Regions from separate parts of the Gossypium hirsutum genome. Here region 1 is linked to region 2. Evidence: chromatin contacts called from public Hi-C data. All regions are on one chromosome and are shown on one strand. The core of a region is the stretch at or near the end of the contact, and the rest is flanking DNA. Distances in the headings are between cores, read along the strand shown.

Region 1 (4,456 bases), core at 1,656-4,155, 260 kb after region 2:
TAGTAGAAGCCCAATAAATTCCCTCGGTTCTAGGCCTTTAATAGATATAAACGTTGGAAAACTACAAGCTGTGGCACTTCGTTGTGTCGGCAGTAGTTGATGAAGTAAGTCGATCGACCAAGAAAACCCGCAAAGTTGACTGGGAGCGATCTTATACTCTTGAAGAAGATGAAAGAAGAATGAATTTAGGGGAAAATAGAATCCAACTTCCAAAGCAAGGAGGGGGAGCTGGAAGCTGCCATCACTAGTGTCGCTCAGCCTATGTGGCCCATTAGGAATAGAGAAGTCATAAGTGAAGTTGGGGATTTTAATCCCTCTCACGGCTAAAGCTCGAGTCAATGAGAAATGAAAGAAAAACACTCAACACTAATTTAGGGTTTATATCAACTATAGAAATCCTAAACTATTCTGAGTAAAAAACCAAACATATACTCGTAGGATGACAAAATTGGGGTTAGAGTTTTAGGGTTTTAAACTCTTACTCATAAACAATATAAATGAGCCTCCAACAAAAGCACAAAAAATTTTCCAAAACAATCAATTGAATAATGAATAATAGTTTCTTTTTTACAAAATTCAGTTACCTTCTGTTCAATTAACTGGTTGCTCTTTATGTAATTTTTACTCTTTGTAAGTTTAAAGGTGTGCTTGGTTAGATGGAAAAGTGAAAGGAAGGAAAATAGGAGGTGAGATCATTTTTCATCCTAATACATAAAAATCAATCCTTCCAAATTGGAATGATGAGGGAAGAGAAAATGAGAGAGATGTGCATGCTACTTCAAAGTTATGCATTTTTCAAAGGTTTTATTTTCTATTCCTTCAATTTTTCACATTTACTAAGCAATGGATGGCAAGAAAAAGTAATTTTCTTTCCATTTCTCCAACCAAGCATACTTATGGAAAGAAAAATTATGTTTTATATCATTTTAGTTTTCTATCCCCTCAATTTTCCATCTTTCTAATTTACTTTCCTCTCAACCAAGCAAAGCATAAGGGTGTGCTTGATTGGGTGAAAGGAGAGATGGGAGGAGGGAATTGAAAAATGGAAGAAAAATAAAATTTCAGTATGTTTGGTTGAGAAGAAAAGTGAGAGGAAATAAAATAAGAGAGAGGATCATTTTCTATCCTAATGCATAAAAATCAATCATTTCGAATTGGAAAGATGGGAGGAGAGAAAATGAGATGTGTGTGTTAGTTCAAACTTATGCATTTTTTGAATGTTTTATTTTCTTTCCTTCAATTTTTCAACTCTACCAAGCAATAGATGAAAAGAAAAAGTAATTTTTTTTTTAATTTTTACATCTCTTCTATCAAACATACCTATGAAAAGAAAAATTATAGTTTTCATATCCTTCTAATTTTCTAATTTTCTTTCCGCCAACAAAGTAAAACCTGAATGAAACAAAGGAAGATTTGATTTTAGAATAAACTAGGTTGGGCAAAGTTACTCCAGTTTAACGAATTGCTTTACTTTTTATTATTATTTACTTTGTTTCTTTTTTTTTTTTTAGATTTTTAGTCTGGGGAGGCTTTTGCTTTTTTTTTTTTAATTTAATTTAATTTAATTATTTATTTTATTAAATTTTATGTGGTGTCACATCATACCAACACCGTTACTTTTTTCGTTAATAAATAAGTAATTTGACTCGAAAATGGAACAATGAAGACAAAATTGTTCCAAAAAAAAATTAAAGATCGAATTGTCTAAAAAATAAACGTTGAGGGCAATTTTTGCCATTATGCCAATTGTCTATCATAAATGTATTTGAGGCATATTTATATAAACCTTGACATTTTAATAATTCTTTATGTAAATTTTACACATTCTTGTATTTCTATCATCTTATTTGTTTTGTGTTTAATTATTTTTACCGCATTGTGTTTGTATCACATAAATATAATAATGTTTTGTCAAAAATTATCAATGCTAACTGATTGACATATTCTAATAATTCAATTTTGTGGAAAGTTTTAATTTTTCTTACTTTTTTATCATTTAAAAGTATTATAAAATATCATTTTAATAAATTTGATATCATGCCCACTACAACACATGGTTTATATATCTAGTAAATAATTTAAAAATGAAGGGTCTATATGTAACATAATTAATTTTCTGAGTTTATAATTTGTAAAATAGAAATACAGTAGACATATATCATTTGTTTTCTCCAATATAACCACTATTATATGCAAAACTAAGACATTTTGATCTTTAAACCACATAATATCTTGCAGCGTATAAAATAATAACTAGCACCTTATTTGGAGGGAAGGTGAAGCTTGTAAGATGTAAAGAGTACTTTTTCCCCCTAGAATTAAACATACCTCCGATATTTTATTGAGGAAAGTAATGTTACATCACTATCCAATAATTTTTGTGCTATATTATTGGCCAACACACAGTGAGTCTGGGTGTGCAAGATTATGTATCTTAATTGAAACACATTCTATGTTTGGGGTCCCTAGGCCACTAAATGGAAAATAAACCTCCCCCCATCTTCATTCCTTTTGCTTCTTAAAGCTGGAAAGAAATGAAAAAGTAAAATTATCCCCCAAAATATTTTGTTGTTCACTGAAAGAGACCCATGTTACCATAACCCCCTATCACTAAGGATTTTGTACACAAAATAAATCATAAGGGGTGCATATGACTACTTGATACATGTTTCTGCATTATTTCTGCTTACTCGAGTAATCCTTGTGCTTTAAATGGAGTTGTAATTTGATTTAATAATTACATATATATGCATAGAAAAAGAGAAGTAGGGATCGGGGAAATTTAATTGGGTTAAGTTATACTCCATTTGTTATATTTTTTCGGACTGTGATACGTGATAGCATAGTAAGCTATTTGGAGAATGTCACTTCACTTGTTACTAGCCAATCACCAAGGGACTGATGGTCCCGAAGGCTTGACCCCAGTCAACTTTTTGCCTTACCAGAATGGATCATTCCCGTGAGGCAAACAATCACTTGTTCTCTTGTTCAAAACGTGATTCCTTAGGCCACCAAATCTCACGTTGGTCTAACCACTCTACTTCAGGGATCATATGGAATGACCATATGCGTTTCATCACAAAAATCCTTCTCACACGTCTCTCAATGATGGTCTAATAACAGACCCGCCACATTAATCTCACCTAATACTGAACCTCTCTTATATATACCCTGAAATGATGAAGAAGGGATCAATCCTCAATCTAGCCCTGTTACTACCTCCAAAACAATCCTTTGCTATCTCAACCTTCTTGCTTGTTTCAACCTTCGACTCTTTGTTCAAATTAAATGAACCGGCCTCCACTAAGACCACCCCTCCCTCTTCTGTGTCTCCTCCATTTATTAAACCCATACACCAACACCATTATTTTTTTTAAAATTCATTATTATTTGATTCAAATTTAATCAAGGTATTAGGCATATTAACGGATAAAGGGGTGATTTATTGACTTGGTGCGAACAAGGGGGGGAATCATGGACAATTGGCTCCGCAGATTGGTGTTCATTTGGGTGAGTTGACCAGGTAAGGGCTAGGTGGTGGGGCAATGAATGTGATGAAATGAGTGTGAGTGAGGTGGTGAGGGACTGATTGGGTTTGAGCTGGATCTAGTGGTGGGAACCAATTTCACATGCTTGCACATGATGTCTTAACTTAGTTACCCTCCCAACTTCATCAGCATTTTTTCATTTCTATTCACTATTTTGATGAGTGGCCACTGCCCTATCCCCAGGGTAAGGATTTTGGACACTAATTATTCCACTCAACTCCACTCCCTCCTTAGCTATTTTCTCCACTTATGATTAGCCATATCTTTGTCATTGTCTAGCTAGTGCCTAATAGCGTACAAATCGTTCCATTTATTGGGATACCGTGTCTTCAGGAAATCGATGGAGATATGTTTTGGTTCCAAGTACGTTGATTTTGTGTCAACAACTAATTAGTTATAGAGGAGTTGGAGCGTTTAAATACAACTTTGAGTTTTATAGATTAAAAAGCAGCATTAAGATAGTTTATTTTCCATTAGAGATTTGAGTTTGATTTTGCATTTAATTAAAATTCAATATTATTATTATTAAATATTGAAAAATTTTGAGCTAAAACAAAAATAGCTTTCAACGAATCCAAATCATTACTAGAAATTAGGTGACAACTTCACCTTTTTAAAAATTTCAAACTTAGGTTAATCAATTCAAAAAGTTCATATCATTGTTTACAAAATAATAAATACATAATTTTATATTAATATTAATATATTTTATAATTAAATTTAAATAAAATTATTAAAAAATTAATTTAAATTCGAATCAAGCGTGCATGACATCAGTAAAGTTTTTTTTTTTAGTTATGGTGAGAAATAAAGAAATTATAGTTTTCATCATTTTACCAATTTCACATTTGATATTTCTTTTTTCGAACAATCTTATTATATGTTGTAATTATATTTGCTATTTTTTA
Region 2 (4,325 bases), core at 1,776-4,275:
ATTAAAAAAATGAAAAATGTCTAAATAAAATTATACACTGTTAAAGCCAATAGAAAAAAAAAATAATTCCAAGAAACATTTACCTACACAATTACAAACATTGAGTTTTTTGAATTGAAGTATATTATCTTTTAAATTTTAAAAAAATTTCATATTCCCTAACCAACCAACCTCTTATCAAATCAAAAACAAAGATAGTTAAAATCAAGGTCAGAGAAACAATATAAAAAACCTTTGATGGCAATGCTTCTAATTTTGTTTTCTGGTGTGTAACCCAAAAAACTATCTGGCTTCATCTGCATAAGAAATTAGAAGAGCTTTGTTGCAGATACATGCACCAACACAAGGTCGCAACGAAAATCCGATAGTTACTACTAGCGATTCGATACGATGCGAATTCAACATGTAACTCAAGCTTCTACAATATGCAGGGAGCGATGACTAAGTAGATCAACTGATTCAAGTGGTGCACTAAGATGCATTAAAATGGCCAAAGGATTGGATGCTCTGCCCTTACTTCCAAATCTCACACCTCAACACAAAACATATAAAATCCTTCAGATAAATAAACTTACAATAGCTAAGTAACTGAGCTAAATTTTAAACATAACAGTTAACAATATAATAAGTAGATAACCATATAAAGTAAGAAACAGGACCTCCGAGTTTTATACGCTGAGGACAGTAAGCAAGCTACCGCAGAAGGGGGTCCAAGGAACCCTAACACTTTGCAGAGTGGAAGCCGTGCAAAACCACAAGCTCTAACAACCTAACCGTCACAAACCGAACAAGTAACCTAAATCCTTTTTTGCTTACTGAACCTATTTGAAACTATAGTATTTGAATATTTGTTTGCCATAGATGCTGTCATTTCAGATTTTGCTTCAGTTCCCACTTTAATCTCTGCAAAGGAATTTAAGCAAAAGCATATCAGACTGGATAAACACTGAAAGTATCATAAATGAGATTCCTGACTGTTCAAGTAATTAAGTTCACATGACTTTACCCATTTGCATAAGGTGAATCACGACGAGAATAACGATATGGAGGCGACCTGCTGTAACTCCGACCACGACGAGGTGATATGCTGCGGCGCCGAGGAGATCTTCCTGGACTATAGCTCCTACCACAAGATTAAAAGAATTTATGTGACATAAAATAGCAAGTAATTTTTTCTGAGTAGCCTGCATATTCTTGTTGAGAGGACCAATCAGTAGAAGCCAAATCAAGTTTAATTAAAATAAAAAGCCTTCATCAAATCCATTCAAATAAAAAGATATATGCTTCTTGTAAGTATAATAAAAAACCAGTTGGACATATAGGTAAACACAGTCTTAAATTGACAGACATTGTTTTTGCATAAATATCAATTCTAGCCACTAAGTTTCAAAAAGGGGCAAAGGGATTTTTGAATAGCATAGGAAAAGGCATGATATATAATGTACCATCACTTTGTATAGGCTCCTTTACAAAAAAGATCACAGTAGGAGCTACCCTCCTCTACACACTCCAATAAAGAGAGAGAAAGAAAAGGAATCCTTAACCCCACCTGCGCCCATGCCCATAACTTGGACTCCTACGGCGACGAGGACTGGGGCTTCGACGCCGGCCACTTCCCAGGCCTCGTGATCCATAACGCGAGCGGCATTCGCGAGCAAAGTGACCAGGCTCACCACACTCATAACACTTTAAATCCTCACCCCCACCACGGCGCCCACCACGGCCTCCACCACCTTTTGAATTATGAGAAAGTTCCACACGCCAACCATTTTTTCCTTAAGTGAGAAAAAGGATATAGTTAGAAAATTCTAGAAATGGTCAATAAAGCAACATAGATCAGAAATGTCATTTGAATCTAAGGAACCAAAAGAACTAAGAGCCAAATGCACAAACTTAGAATTATTTTTTTGGAATAAACAATCAGATTACACCAAACCACTAAAGCAACTGGCTGCAGACAACCAGAAAACAATAGCAACTTCTTGAAATATAAAAGAAAATCATTAAAATACTTAAACCGGTTAGGAGATCTCTCTAGCATTCAAATGAAAGCTCAACACTCACCAAATTAGAAGCATATGCAGCATATAAGTGAGGGCAACATAAATAATCAAGCAAAAACTAATGAATAGGGCAACTTATATAAGGGTATTCGAGTAGAGAACCACCATAATTCAAGCATGTAAGAGTAATACAACAAATGAAAGAAATAAACACTAGAAAAAAGAGTATACACACCATCCAGTTCACGAATTGCATCAATAGCATCCCTGCGATCATCAAACTCAATAAACGCATACCCAGGAGGCCTTCGAGCTACCCATACACTGGATTCATTTCATCAAAACATAAATCAATCAATAGCACAAACAGCATTTTATTATTTTTTTTATTTTTATTTTAAAGCTTCTTTCAAATGCAGGAAAGCAAGTTCATCTTGTATGATATTGACGAACAAACTAAATAATCAATTAAAGCTAGCAAAACCTGACAATCTTCAGAGTGGCAAATAAATTTAACCCAAAGAAAAACACCCAGGTCCCTATCAAAATACACTTTATCCCCTTCATTCACAAAATAAAAATAAAAATACCTGCGGAGAACGCCAAAAATCCTAAACTCGTCTTCGAGATCCCTCTCAGTGACCCGAGGATCCAAATTCCCAACATAGACCCGAGACATTCTCGTAAAATCACTGCACACCTTAAACAATAACAAATTAATTAGGAAAAGTGAATAAAATCACAAAAACGGAAAATCTAATGGTTTTGAATAGCCATCAAAGCTCGTTATAGATACATCATAGATAAATTAGGGGTTTTGCAAATTATCGAAGGAATCGAAATTATAGACGGAGGAGGAGATAGAGAGTAGGGGTTAGGTTACCTTGAGGAAATTTCTATAGGGTTTGCAGGATAGAAGAAAGAGAGATGAAACTTCGATTGATCAATTTGGTTCTGCGGTAGCCAATCCTATAACCCTCGAAGAATAAACAACCCTATAAAATGAAAAGGTTCCGCTTTGCTAATTAATATTGTACAAGGCCTTGGCCTTTCTATAGTATTGGGCCTCTCAACAAATCCAATGGAAAAGTACAAATCTTCATTTACATCAAGTTTTAGATTCTAAGTCATAAAAGAAAAACTTAGCAAGATTTAATATATCAAGTTTGGTGAGTTTTGTTTTGACTAAAGTCGAGTGTCTAAGTAATTAATCACTGCACCAATTTACCCTACCTTTAATTGGTATAATAATAAAATTAACCTTCAACATTTATAAATTTTATCATTTCGGTCATAATTTTAAGAATCCAATAAATTTACTCTCACCAAATCAAAAAAAATAGAATGAAGATCAACTTTATAAAATGTGTTCATGTTGATAGCTATATTTGTTTAATTTTTTAGAATTAGAAATTTTTTTGACAAAATGTGTAAACATTGATGACTATTATACCAATCAAAAATTGAATAAATTGATAAAAATGTGAGAATCATGATTAATTATCTTTAATTGCTCGTTTTTTAAAACTAAAAAGAACTAATTTTTTTCTATATTTTAAAAAAACTCAATTTACTCAATATTGATATTACTATTCAACCCTAAATATTATCCTTCAAACCATTTTACAATAACCATTTAAATTTTGAAATAAGAAGAAATTATTATGAATATCTTATTAAGCGGGTGTCCATCAAGATCAAGATAAGCTTTGATATACTTTAAATTCTAATAGTGATTAGAAATAGATCTCTACTTCATTTATACTTCTTATGCCTATAAATAAAGACTTTGGAGAAGCTTTGTAAATACCTCGATTGATCAATAAAAATACGCTCTCTCTTTGCTCTTCTATTCTCTTTGTTCTTTATTCTCTGTCTTTTATTTTATAACATGTTATCAATACGATTCTCTTCTAAATATCTTAATTGTGGATTAAATCAACGGCAACTTTGCGAACCATTAAGCCTCATCCAAAATACCAAAATTCAACCTCTAACCACTAAAATTACTTTTATTTTTCTGTTTCGTTGGCTCCTTTGCTTCTTCAAATGTCTATTTATTGTTGCCGATTGCTATTCAAATTGAGCGCTTACTTCCCTCATTCTCCATTACTTGTTGTCTTTAGCCTGTTGTTGTTTGCAACTCTTTGCAGGAAGTTTTCATCTATTTAGTGTTTTATATCTAGATTAATTTTCAATTAAATTAAATTAATTTGAGATTTTTTTAATTAACTTGTTTTACTTCTTATTAAAGTTGGTAAAATAATATTACTCCGAATGGAAGGTTTGAGTATACACTAAGAGGCTCAACACCAAGATGGA

What was found. A called contact is a pair of places that touch in the nucleus more often than the background predicts.
Region 1: a Hi-C map of leaf shows a contact between it and region 2, with 2.6 times the contacts expected there. The contact joins the enhancer-like site here to the promoter of LOC107909637 in region 2. A contact is called at or near these places in 7 of 34 Hi-C or Micro-C datasets (callus, hypocotyl and leaf).

What each region holds. Positions count from the first base shown.
Region 1 is chrD02:61,732,021-61,736,476 of Gossypium_hirsutum_v2.1, forward strand. No RefSeq gene overlaps it. Among protein-coding and RNA genes, the nearest start is that of LOC121215068, 54 kb to the right of the region's middle. Within about 2 kb of position 2,906, at least 4 of the 9 cell types and tissues checked have an H3K27ac peak or open chromatin away from gene starts, as enhancers often do. A contact at or near this core is called in hypocotyl and leaf, where this site is marked.
Region 2 is chrD02:61,469,074-61,473,398 of Gossypium_hirsutum_v2.1, forward strand. It overlaps LOC107909637 (serine/arginine-rich splicing factor RSZ21), which reads right to left and starts at 3,026. Exons shown (of 6, transcript XM_016837250.2): 1 at 2,887-3,026; 2 at 2,594-2,703; 3 at 2,239-2,327; 4 at 1,550-1,775; 5 at 1,007-1,114; 6 at 53-903. The coding sequence starts at 2,682. The coding sequence ends at 897.